Linked DNA regions of Anas platyrhynchos: region 2 is linked to region 1. Evidence: chromatin contacts called from public Hi-C data. All regions are on one chromosome and are shown on one strand. Each heading gives the region's core, a stretch centred on a gene start, on an enhancer-like site or on the middle of the called end of the contact. The rest is flanking DNA. Distances are from core to core; before and after follow the strand shown.

Region 1 (4,863 bases), core at 1,090-3,589:
AGTCCAGCCTGGTTTTCTTTCCTTTTTTTTTTTTTTTTCAGCCTGACTTTTCCAAGGGCAATAGGAGTGGCAGAAAGGGATAGAACAGGAAAGCTGAAAATGATGAGCTTTTTCAAAATAAAATATAATTGTGCTTTAAAGGGGACCAAGATGAAATTAAGTATTTTTGAGTTACCAAAGGAAACTTTGAATTGTCCCAAAGCAAGTTTGTTAGTTTCAATCCTCAGCTCTTTAGCATTTTTAAGAATTGTCATAATCTGGAAAGAATTAAAATTAAAAAATAAAAATTAAAAACCCACCAAACCGCACAAGGGAGAAAACTTTCTCATCTTTCTTTCCAGTGGTTTGTATAGTGCTACCCTGGGAACATGCCCTGCTCCTCCTTGCAATGTTGGGTGCAGGAGGAAGCACAGCCCCCCTGGAAGAAGGGCAGCCGGCCGTGCAGAGCAGGAGGTGTGTATTTGCAGAGCACTGCTGGATCTGGCACTTCTCACTTTGTTTTCCCTTCTCTCGATTATGTTTGTTACCAAATGTGCAGCTCTGAGCGATGGAAATGAATTTTAAGCTATGAATGAAAGGGAAGAGGCTGGAGTATCCCGCACTGATGGCCAGCTTTGTTGCCATCAGTGGGATTTCTGCAAGAGGCTGTAATGGAGCCAGGATTAGATCTTGGATCTGTTTGTTCCTGGTATTGGTGCTCTTTAGCATCCACCTGTGTTGAATCAGGCTAATTCAATAAAAAGTTAGAGGGAAAGATGGGAAATGCCCTAGCAAGTGGTGTTAAAGCCATCCACAAGCTTAAGACATCTTCATCCTTAGCAGCAACCCCAGGGCTGGGAGAAGAGGTTTTACTCGAGCTTCTCTAACGAAGCAGCTTCATGGTTGTGTGGTCAGGCAGATGACATGGAAAGTGTTTTCCTAATAACGGTGGTGATGAGCAATCATGCGGAATTTCTCGGAAGAGGAAGGATGTCTTAAGCTAATTCTAATTTGGGTAATTTCCTCTCGAGTGCTGAATTCCACGTACATGTTCAACCACAGGTAGGATCCACATTGCCTTACTGCCTACTTCTTCTGCCCAGTGGTGTGCTGTGCTGACCCTTGAGCATCATCCAGCTCTCTCCAGGCCCCAGGCTATCGATCGTGACAGCCCATGCCTTGTTTTTTTTCCAGGATCTGTTCAATTCATGAGACAAAGTGTAAAATTCTGCAGTCAAAGGGTTTTGTTGGTATCTTGAAAGAGGATACCAAAAAGGGCATGGGGAGAGTCTGCCGTTTACCTGCTTTTAGGACAAAATGTAGAAAAAGTAAAAACACAATTAACACAAGCATTTCCTGCACCTACCCTAGAGGTGAATGTTAATTTAATACCTTACTGTAAGGTCTCAACTCCTCAGCTCCCTGCCCTATCCCACATTGCCCTCTAGCGAGAACATTTCAGAGTGATGCCTTCTGGATTTCAGCTGCCAGGATATAAAAGGTGGTGCTTTAGGAACTGAGGACACGGCTCTGTTTTGAATGGACTGTTTGCTATGCAATACAAATTGCTCGAGGAGGAGCAGCGTTCCCCCATTGCAGGGGGAGCCTTGGGAAAGGAGGCACAGACGGGTGTGTGTGCCTGCATCTGGCAGCTCTCCTGCAGTCGGCTTTTTGTTTGAGCTCACTGCCTGTGCTTACATCTCCCTGCTGCTGATGGATCACAGGCAAAAGGCCTCTGCTCCTTTCTGCTTTGGAAAAAGGGAAGGTGTTCCCCAGTTTTTGTTTGTTTATCTTGAAGGATTTTGTGTATGTGTGTGTGTTTGTCTCACCTATTGCCCCACGAAACACGCTTTGGTAGTGGTTTTCTTTATATACACGTGGTCTGACAGCTCTGCCTGTGGTTTGGAAACCATCCCCAGACAAACCTCTGTCCCTCTTCAGCGCAACAGGGGTTGCATTGCCGGAGTGCCATCAAGGCAACAGCCGTGGCCATTCCCCTGCCAGATAACTCTGTTAAAACTAAACTCCTCCACTACAACAGTGCCAGCGCTGCTGGTGGGCGAGTGACAGACACCGATGCCATCTAGTGACCAAAAAAATGCGCCGTGGATGTTTTATAAAGTGCCATGGGAAGTTTTGTAGCCCTGGGAAGGAGGGCAATGGTGCTGGGTGGGCACGGGGCAGAAAGCCCTTCCCCTGCTCTCCAACCTGTGTGTGCTCTCCTTCACATCCCACAAGGTGCTTCACAGCACCTGGGGTCTCCCAGGGGAGGCTTTACAGGTCCTAGGGGAGCAAGACATGGCCTTACCACCACAGGCCGACACGTCCCTGGCCATGCTGTCCTCACCGCACACGCGGCTCCTCTCCGTGCTGTTCAGCCTTGCCGGTGATTCCTTCAGAAAGCCTCTTACAAGGCTCCTCAGGGACTTGTTGTTGTTTGTCCGTCCCACGTGAAGGCGCTAAATATGCTCCCGTTGTCTAATTTACAACTGCTTTGTGTTATCTCTGCTGCTGCTGCCTCTGGATTATCCTCGCGTCCCGCTGCCGCTCCGCCCGGGATGGCTGAGAGCTGGCGGCGTGCCTGCTGCAGGGCCAAAATGGGAGTGGGAATAAATGGTTCTAAATATTGTATTAAAGAAGCAAGTCGTTGTCTCACAAGAGCTCTCTGCCTGGCATTGCTTTGGCAATTTCCTGCAGGTTTTGAAGGAAGAGGGAGTCTGCAGGAGAGGTCTGAGTAGCCGTGTGTCTCGGGGAATATTTGCTACGTGATACATGCTAGGGAGAAGGCTTTCACGGGTTTGAATGGGGGCTCCTACCTCTCTAAAGGGACTTCACCCAGCAGTCTGTGACAACGCACGATTTCATAGATTCGTTGGATCCAAATTCTGCAAATATCCCAGATTAGCTGGGGGTAGCAAAGGTGCTTCCCTTCGTTGTGGGGAGAATACATGTCCACTTTACCTCGTGCTCTCGAGTAAGACATCCTTCAGAGTAACCAGACAACCAGAGCATAGTGTATGGCCACAGTCTTCCCAGCTCAATAGAAATCCTTCAGCATTATCACAGCTTCATCTATTCTTTTTTCCTGAAAGGCTGTGGAAAAGCAAAAAGCATTAGGGTGCCCTTTTGTCTGAAGCACTCGACACAGAGACATACCTGTATCTATTTGGTGTTAGTAGGGCAATGCCGCCTCGTAGGAGCCAAGCAGAACAACTTGCAAGGAATAATCTGAGCCAAATACTAATTTTCTATTTTCTCTCTCCTTGTAGGGATCCTGTTTACGATGCTGGTATTTGGGCCAGCCTGTGGATTTATCTTGGGCTCCTTCTGTACCAAAATCTACGTGGATGCTGTCTTCATTGACACAAGTAAGGAGAAAGGGAATTTGTTTAAAGTCAAGTGTATTGATGTATCAGCATGACAACATTGATGCGTGCAAGTAGGATGCTGCTTCTCATTTCATCTTGAGTGCCCCTTATGTATGTGTATCACTTTTAGAGGTTTTTGGGTTTTTATTTATTTTTCGACAAGAATTCAACTATTTTCAACTTCATCCCCATAAGCAACAGGTTTGTAGTGGCTAAAAGATTAAAATATCACAGTGGCAGAGCACACAGGGCAGCATGGGTGGAGTCATGCTAGGGGGGCTGTGTCCAGAGCAGGGCATGAACCCTGGAGAGATGCTACCTGGAACTCCGGGGGATGCCCACCCATCAGACCCACACCAACACTGTCTGAAAATGACCAAGTTCAGTCTCAGAGCATTGTTGTTTTTTTCCCAGAGCAGTGTTAATTATTGCTCACCTTGACTCTGCCCTTCGGTTAAAGCAAGTTGTTGGCAAATTGTTTTTATTCGTTAAGAAAAATGTGCAAATTTTTATTGCTACCTGCACTGTGCCCTCTTTGCCATTAGAGGGCAATGTGTAACAGGCTTTTCTCCGCTGCTCCCCAAGCCCTCTGGCTGTAGGCTGCAAACCTAAGACTTTGTGTTGTCACCTGTGAGGGTGTGCTCCAGTTTTATGATATTGCAAATACATCTTCACAGGATGCGTTTGGATGAAGTTTAGCCTTGCAGCGGTCAGAAAAGAATTGTGCGAATCTGGAAAAGTGCTGCTGGCCTTTCTTGGTCTTACATGTATGTGGCAGGTGAAGAAATCTTAATAATATGGAATGAGCAGAAAAGAAGTCTTTTGGTTTTTGGATGGCTGAGACTTTTAGCTGTGGCTTGGTCAGAGAGGCGTGGCCCCTTTTCACACCTTGTACACCTATGCCAAAGACTCTCATGGTTCTGTAGGCAGAGGAGCTTGCTTGATCAAGTGCTGTGCACTTGATCATTAAATATAATTCACTCTGAAACATGAATATGCAGAAGGCATTCCTTGTCCAGTAGGTGAAGCTGTGGAACTCCTCACCACAGAGCGTTAAAAGTTTGCAAGTGGGTTGAAAGAGAACTGCGTGAGATTATAGAAAAACAAATGGAAAAGCCACCAAATCTATCTTATAAAGCCCCTAAGCCACAAACTGCAAGAAGCAGGAGTAACACCAGGAATACGTTGGCTTGAGTCTTGTGCACTTTTTGGACACCTGCCGTTGGTACTATCAGTGCAAGATGCTGGTGAAAAGTTATAGGGCCCATCAGGGTACAGGGAGGGTACAGCACTTTCCAGGGGCAGGTCCAGCTGCCTTTGGCCATGGTCCTTTGTTGAAGTCTGGGGCACGCATGGCCATGGTCTCTTTTGTTACCAGAAAAAGATTCAGCCTTCAGCCGGCTCTGCCTTGCAGCTCGGGGCAGTGCAAGGAGACTGAGCTCCAGGAGGTGAGCCCGATCCCACTCCCTGTTCCAGAGCAGAGGTGTGGGGTGCCAGGGCAGCTGCTGCACTGCCT
Region 2 (4,863 bases), core at 1,124-3,623, 160 kb after region 1:
CTTCAGTAAACAGAGAGTGGGGCTGCTCGGGCAGCTGCAGAGAAGAGGATTAAGCTCCAGGAGTGAGGCACAGATGATACCTGGAGGTGATGCGTTTTGTACTGAACATTTCATTAGCTCCCACAAAGCTGCCTGGCTGACGCCTGTTCATTAGCCACATACATCCCAAACCAATTGCCCATGTAGCTCTGCAAGAGATCCCATTGCTTTATCCCACCAGCGCCGCATACAAAGCAGGAGAGCTCCAGATTTCAAGCTAGCCCCTCAGTAGGAGATACAATTAGGGAGGCTGGTCCATCAATATTTCACCACATCTCTGCTCCACAAGGGAAGTGGCTGTGGGATGTTTCTCTGTAGCTCTTGTGCTGCTCAAACTTATCTCCTTGACAACTCTTCAGTTTAAACAAAGGTTATTTTGGAACAGGAGCTGTCAAAAGACAGCAAGTCCAAGGAAGTTTTCTTGCTAAAATATGTTGGCTCAGCAGCACCATCTTCTGTTCTGCCCTTTAAACAGCCTTAGAAGTCACACTTTAAAAATGAGAGTGTGTGTCTTGGCTTGCTCGGGGCAAAAAAAGAGTTTGAATAAGATTGAGTCAATGTTTTCCACGCTGGGAGCCTAAGCCATAAAGCAGACACGGGGGGAGCAGATGCGGCTCTGCAGAGCGGGGCTGGCAGCAGGGAGCTGCACCGTGTGAAAGCACTGGGGCAAAGCACTGGCAGCAGAGTGGTTCCCCAGCCCCTCACTTGGGTGGTGGAGCTTGCAGGAGCCCTGATTGCTCAAATTCTGTCCCCTCATTCCTGTGGTGGCTCTGGGGGAGCAGGAGCTCGTTGCCTGCTCTGGGAAAGCTGTTGTGAAAGTTATGAGCCCATCTCTTCCCAGATGCCTAGCGGTGACAATTTGCTAGGTTAGAGGGGAAGACGTTTCTCCTTGCCAGAAAAGTTTCTGGGCACATTGCTCTGTGGTGGTGCACAAATGCCAGGTGTCACCACGGCCCAGCAAGCCAAGAGAGACCCCGGGAAATGAGAGAAAGAAGGGAGATGGTAGAGGGGAGGTCGGGCTGCACCAGCGGCCTCGGAGGAGCCACGCCAGGCTGGTGAGGTCTCACACAGGAGCCAGCAGTCAGGAACGAGGTGAGGAGCTGCTGCTTGTCCCAGCAATTCACAGCACGTTGGGATCCAAGCAGAGATTCGTGGCACGGATGTTAGATTCAGTTTCAGGTGTTTCTTCTGTCTCCTTCTGGCTGCCTGCTGCCTCTGTCCCTCTGTCTGAGCAGGCGGCTCACCTCTTCCACCTCCAAACGGAGCTCTGCCCTTCCCTCTTCAGCCCAATACCCCATTTTTGTCCAAAATCTAACTTTGTGACTGGGGCTGAGGCAGCGACAAACATTTCCTTCATTGCTTCAGCCAACCTCTCTGGCAGTCTTAGGCACAAAATGTCTCTCCCCGTAAATTTCGAACAGCCTTTAGTGTGGGCCCCCCAGCGCTCACCCAGGGGAGGCATGCCGGAGCGCTTGAGGAAGCTTTGAAATGAAAGATGCTTTGTGCAGAGCCAGCCCTGTTTTGTAGGAGGACTCCGGGGCAGTCAGGAGGTCCCATCGGTGTGGTCCAGGAATTTAAAAGCTCTGTTGGCTTTGGCTTTGCAATATCGAGCTTGGTATTGCACCATATTCGTGTGTAAGTATGCAACTGCCTACGTGTGTCACTCCAGCATGTGTGTGTGAGAGGGAGAGGGGATATCCATATTTTACTGCTACTTTAGAGTATTGTTGCAGGCCATAAGTAATTAATATCTGAGCAGCTCAGATCCTTGCATGGCAATCATCACACGAGAGAAAACTGTTCTTATGAAAAATACAACAAAGCCCCTAAATCTAAAACACAACAGCTTTCTTGTAAAGAGACACTCTGTGGCAGGAATCTGCAACACAGCAATCAGCCTCTTTTTAATATACAAACCAGAGTAATGTAAGAAATACTTGGAAAGCAGCCACAGCTTTCACAGCAGCTGCTGCTACATTTTTGTCAGGATTAAGTTCATTTCAATTATAGAAAGGCTTGTGATCACCTGCTAGGAGGTTTTCGGCAGTTCAGGAGGCCGAGGGAGTGTATACAGCTATATTTAAATACCAAATGCGTAGCGTGCGCCAGCAACATACCACTTGCAGAGCACTCTTCAGACATTCCCTAATTAAGTGTTTAAGTATAGTTTCCTTTTTGCTGTATGGCTTGATGGGAGTGGATTTTTTTTTAAGGTTCACATAAATCCTAATTTAATTTTGGAGAAAATGAAAGGGAACTGAGGAGACTGAATGAAGCAGACACCGTGGCACGCATCCCTTTGTTACCGCTGCATTGCTCAGACTGTGCCAGAAGAGGGCTAACCACTGTAGCTTTTGGTGCAGCTTCAACCCTCTGCTTCCTACAGAGAAGCACGTGAAGTGCAGAAAACTCCCAGGGAGAAGAAGAAGGCTGGGACCTGTTTTAAAGAAGTGGTCTGTGGTAGGAGGATGCATGGTTTCACACGGCTCTTCTGCCAGCCACTGACCCCAGTGGGCTCTTCTCTGATGTAACTGAGCCCAAGAGGCCATGGCATGTAGGTCACCGCTACTGCTCCCACCCTGCCATGCCCCCTCTGGTTGTCACCAGAGCCCACGGGCACTGGGAAGGTGACAAAGCTGCTGGTGAGATGTGGCCTCCATGTGTGTGTGCCCACAGCTTGCGCTCGCCCTGCCCCTGGGTGCTTTGACTCGTGTGGCTCCTTTCTCTCCTGACGTGGGGGGATCGCCAGCACTCAAATGCCACACACTGATGCCATTCTGCACAGCGGAGACATTTGCTTGTCGCCTCCGATCAGCACCATGACACCTTTGTGGAGAACGTGCAGCAGCAAAAAGGGACAGAGAGTGTCGTGGCCAGAGGACAGAGGCAGCTCGAGCTAAGGGAAGCCTTTCAGGGTAACAACAGCGAGTAAAGGGCTTGGCAGCTGTGGGAAGTGGCTTCTAAGGAGGAGGTCTGGCACTTCATCTTCTGGTAGCGTGTCTGGCAGGCAAGACGCAGCTATCGTTTGACCTGGGGGATGATGTGATTTGATTGTCCTCTTAGAAATAAATTAGGAAGTGGCTAATGCCAATTTTTAAGTGTCAGAACAACACAAGCTTCCTAGCATTTTCCAAAGTGCTGCCAGAAGGTTGTTCTCAAAGGAATTAATTTTGTCTAATTAAATATCTCCATAGAGCTCTCTAAATATCAAACCAAAACATCAACACGCAGCACTTTGCAGACTAATAGGAATCACACTGGAGCCTGGCATTGTGAGCTGATGGATTGACAGATGGAGCTGATGGTCATGATGGAGGAGTGAGAACATACACGCCCCTTTCCACCTCTGCCCCAAACAACTCACTTCATCCCGTCTCAGTTCACCCGGCTGTAAAATGCCTCGAAAATACTTCCTATGGCATGGATTTCCCCAGAGGGAAGCTGATTGTGGTCACGGAGCAGTGAAGAAAAGGCTTTGAGTGAGTCACGAGCTTTGTGGTTTTGGATGAGGTTCTGATGAGCAGGGGCAGGAACCCTGGTGGGAAGGGGAGGATTATGTCTCTCTCTGCACTACAGCAAGGTGTCACTCACTGCTTGTAAGCCCAGAGCATTTGGGTCTGCCAGTGAGCTCCCAAGGCTGACTCCCAAATCTCTCAGTTTCACTGCATGTTGCAGACCACAGCACTGAGCTGCAGCCTGGAGCCAGAGGCATCCAGAGTCCTGCCCTGTTCACACAAAACACCAGGCATTTTTGCTTTCAGACAGATAGTTACTGCCACAGTCTCCTTTTGAAGTTCCTAGGAAGTAGACACCTTTTTTAGAGTCCCCAAGATGTTGTTGTCAGCTTCTTTTTACTGAAAAAGAATGCACTGTTTATGTGCATTGACGTGTGTTTGCAGGCCAGACTTTTGACACTTGGAAAATAGAGTTTTTGGAAATATTTCTTAAATTCACACCTTCCATTTTATAAAACCCCTTATCATCCTCACAAATCAGATTAAATGAAAAGAAGTGAAAAAGAGCAAAGTCCTCAAAAAGTATAAACAAGCAGTTGAAATTTCAGGTGCAGCCAATCTCTGCTGCTTGGTGCTTGTTACGATACAGCTGTTAGGTGCAGGCTCAATTATTTCTCAGACTGTTCCGAGAAGTCCACTGACTTTACCTGTAACGAGCATTTACCCTATTTATAGGAGACGCTCCTACATAGTGCAGGTGCTGGGTGAGATTCAACGTGGACTCCTGCACACCTAAGGCTTCTGGAAAGTCCTCCCTGAGCCAGCTGCTGCAGTTTGCAGTGCAAACGTGGTGCTGTAGCATCACAGCACTGGAGCATCTGCCTGCCAGATCTCACCCTGCTAAAAGCTGTCAGGATAGCGATTACGTTGCAGCAGACAATAAAATGATTCTAGGGCTTTGGGGGGGGGGGGGCTTTTTTAGTGAAGTGACAGGTGCTCAGATGAATTGTTGGTATGCCAGATGATTTCTATTGACAGGGATAATCTTGCCATGATAGAAAAAATAATCAAGAAATGAGCTTTTGTTTTGTAAAGCCACTACAAATAATAAAGGGGATGAGAACAAAATGACGATGCTCCATATCCATTTATAATTTTGAATTTATGACATCTCAAGGTACCAGTGGCCTGATCCCCACGAATGGCAGCTTTTAGCCACAAGTCTCTCAGGGGTGGAGAGGGGCTAAAGACGATTTTTAACAGGAGGGGGAGCTCTCTCTGCACCAACTGCTGGGGAAGCACTGCTTGCTTCAGGCAGGGTGTCGGGGAAAAAGCGGGGCTCACCATTTTGTTCCTTTGTGTGTTTGCA

What was found. A called contact is a pair of places that touch in the nucleus more often than the background predicts.
Region 2: a Hi-C map of subcutaneous adipose tissue shows a contact between it and region 1, with 5 times the contacts expected there. The contact joins two enhancer-like sites. A contact is called at or near these places in 2 of 8 Hi-C or Micro-C datasets (skeletal muscle and subcutaneous adipose tissue).

The regions. Positions count from the first base shown.
Region 1 is chr11:18,680,517-18,685,379 of IASCAAS_PekinDuck_T2T, forward strand. SLCO3A1 (solute carrier organic anion transporter family member 3A1) reads left to right here. Exons shown (of 10, transcript XM_038184934.2): 3 at 3,249-3,347. Among named protein-coding and RNA genes, the nearest start is that of ST8SIA2, 76 kb to the right of the region's middle. Within about 2 kb of position 2,340, at least 1 of the 8 cell types and tissues checked has an H3K27ac peak or open chromatin away from gene starts, as enhancers often do.
Region 2 is chr11:18,842,513-18,847,375 of IASCAAS_PekinDuck_T2T, forward strand. No RefSeq gene overlaps it. Among named protein-coding and RNA genes, the nearest start is that of FAM174B, 20 kb to the left of the region's middle. Within about 2 kb of position 2,374, at least 1 of the 8 cell types and tissues checked has an H3K27ac peak or open chromatin away from gene starts, as enhancers often do.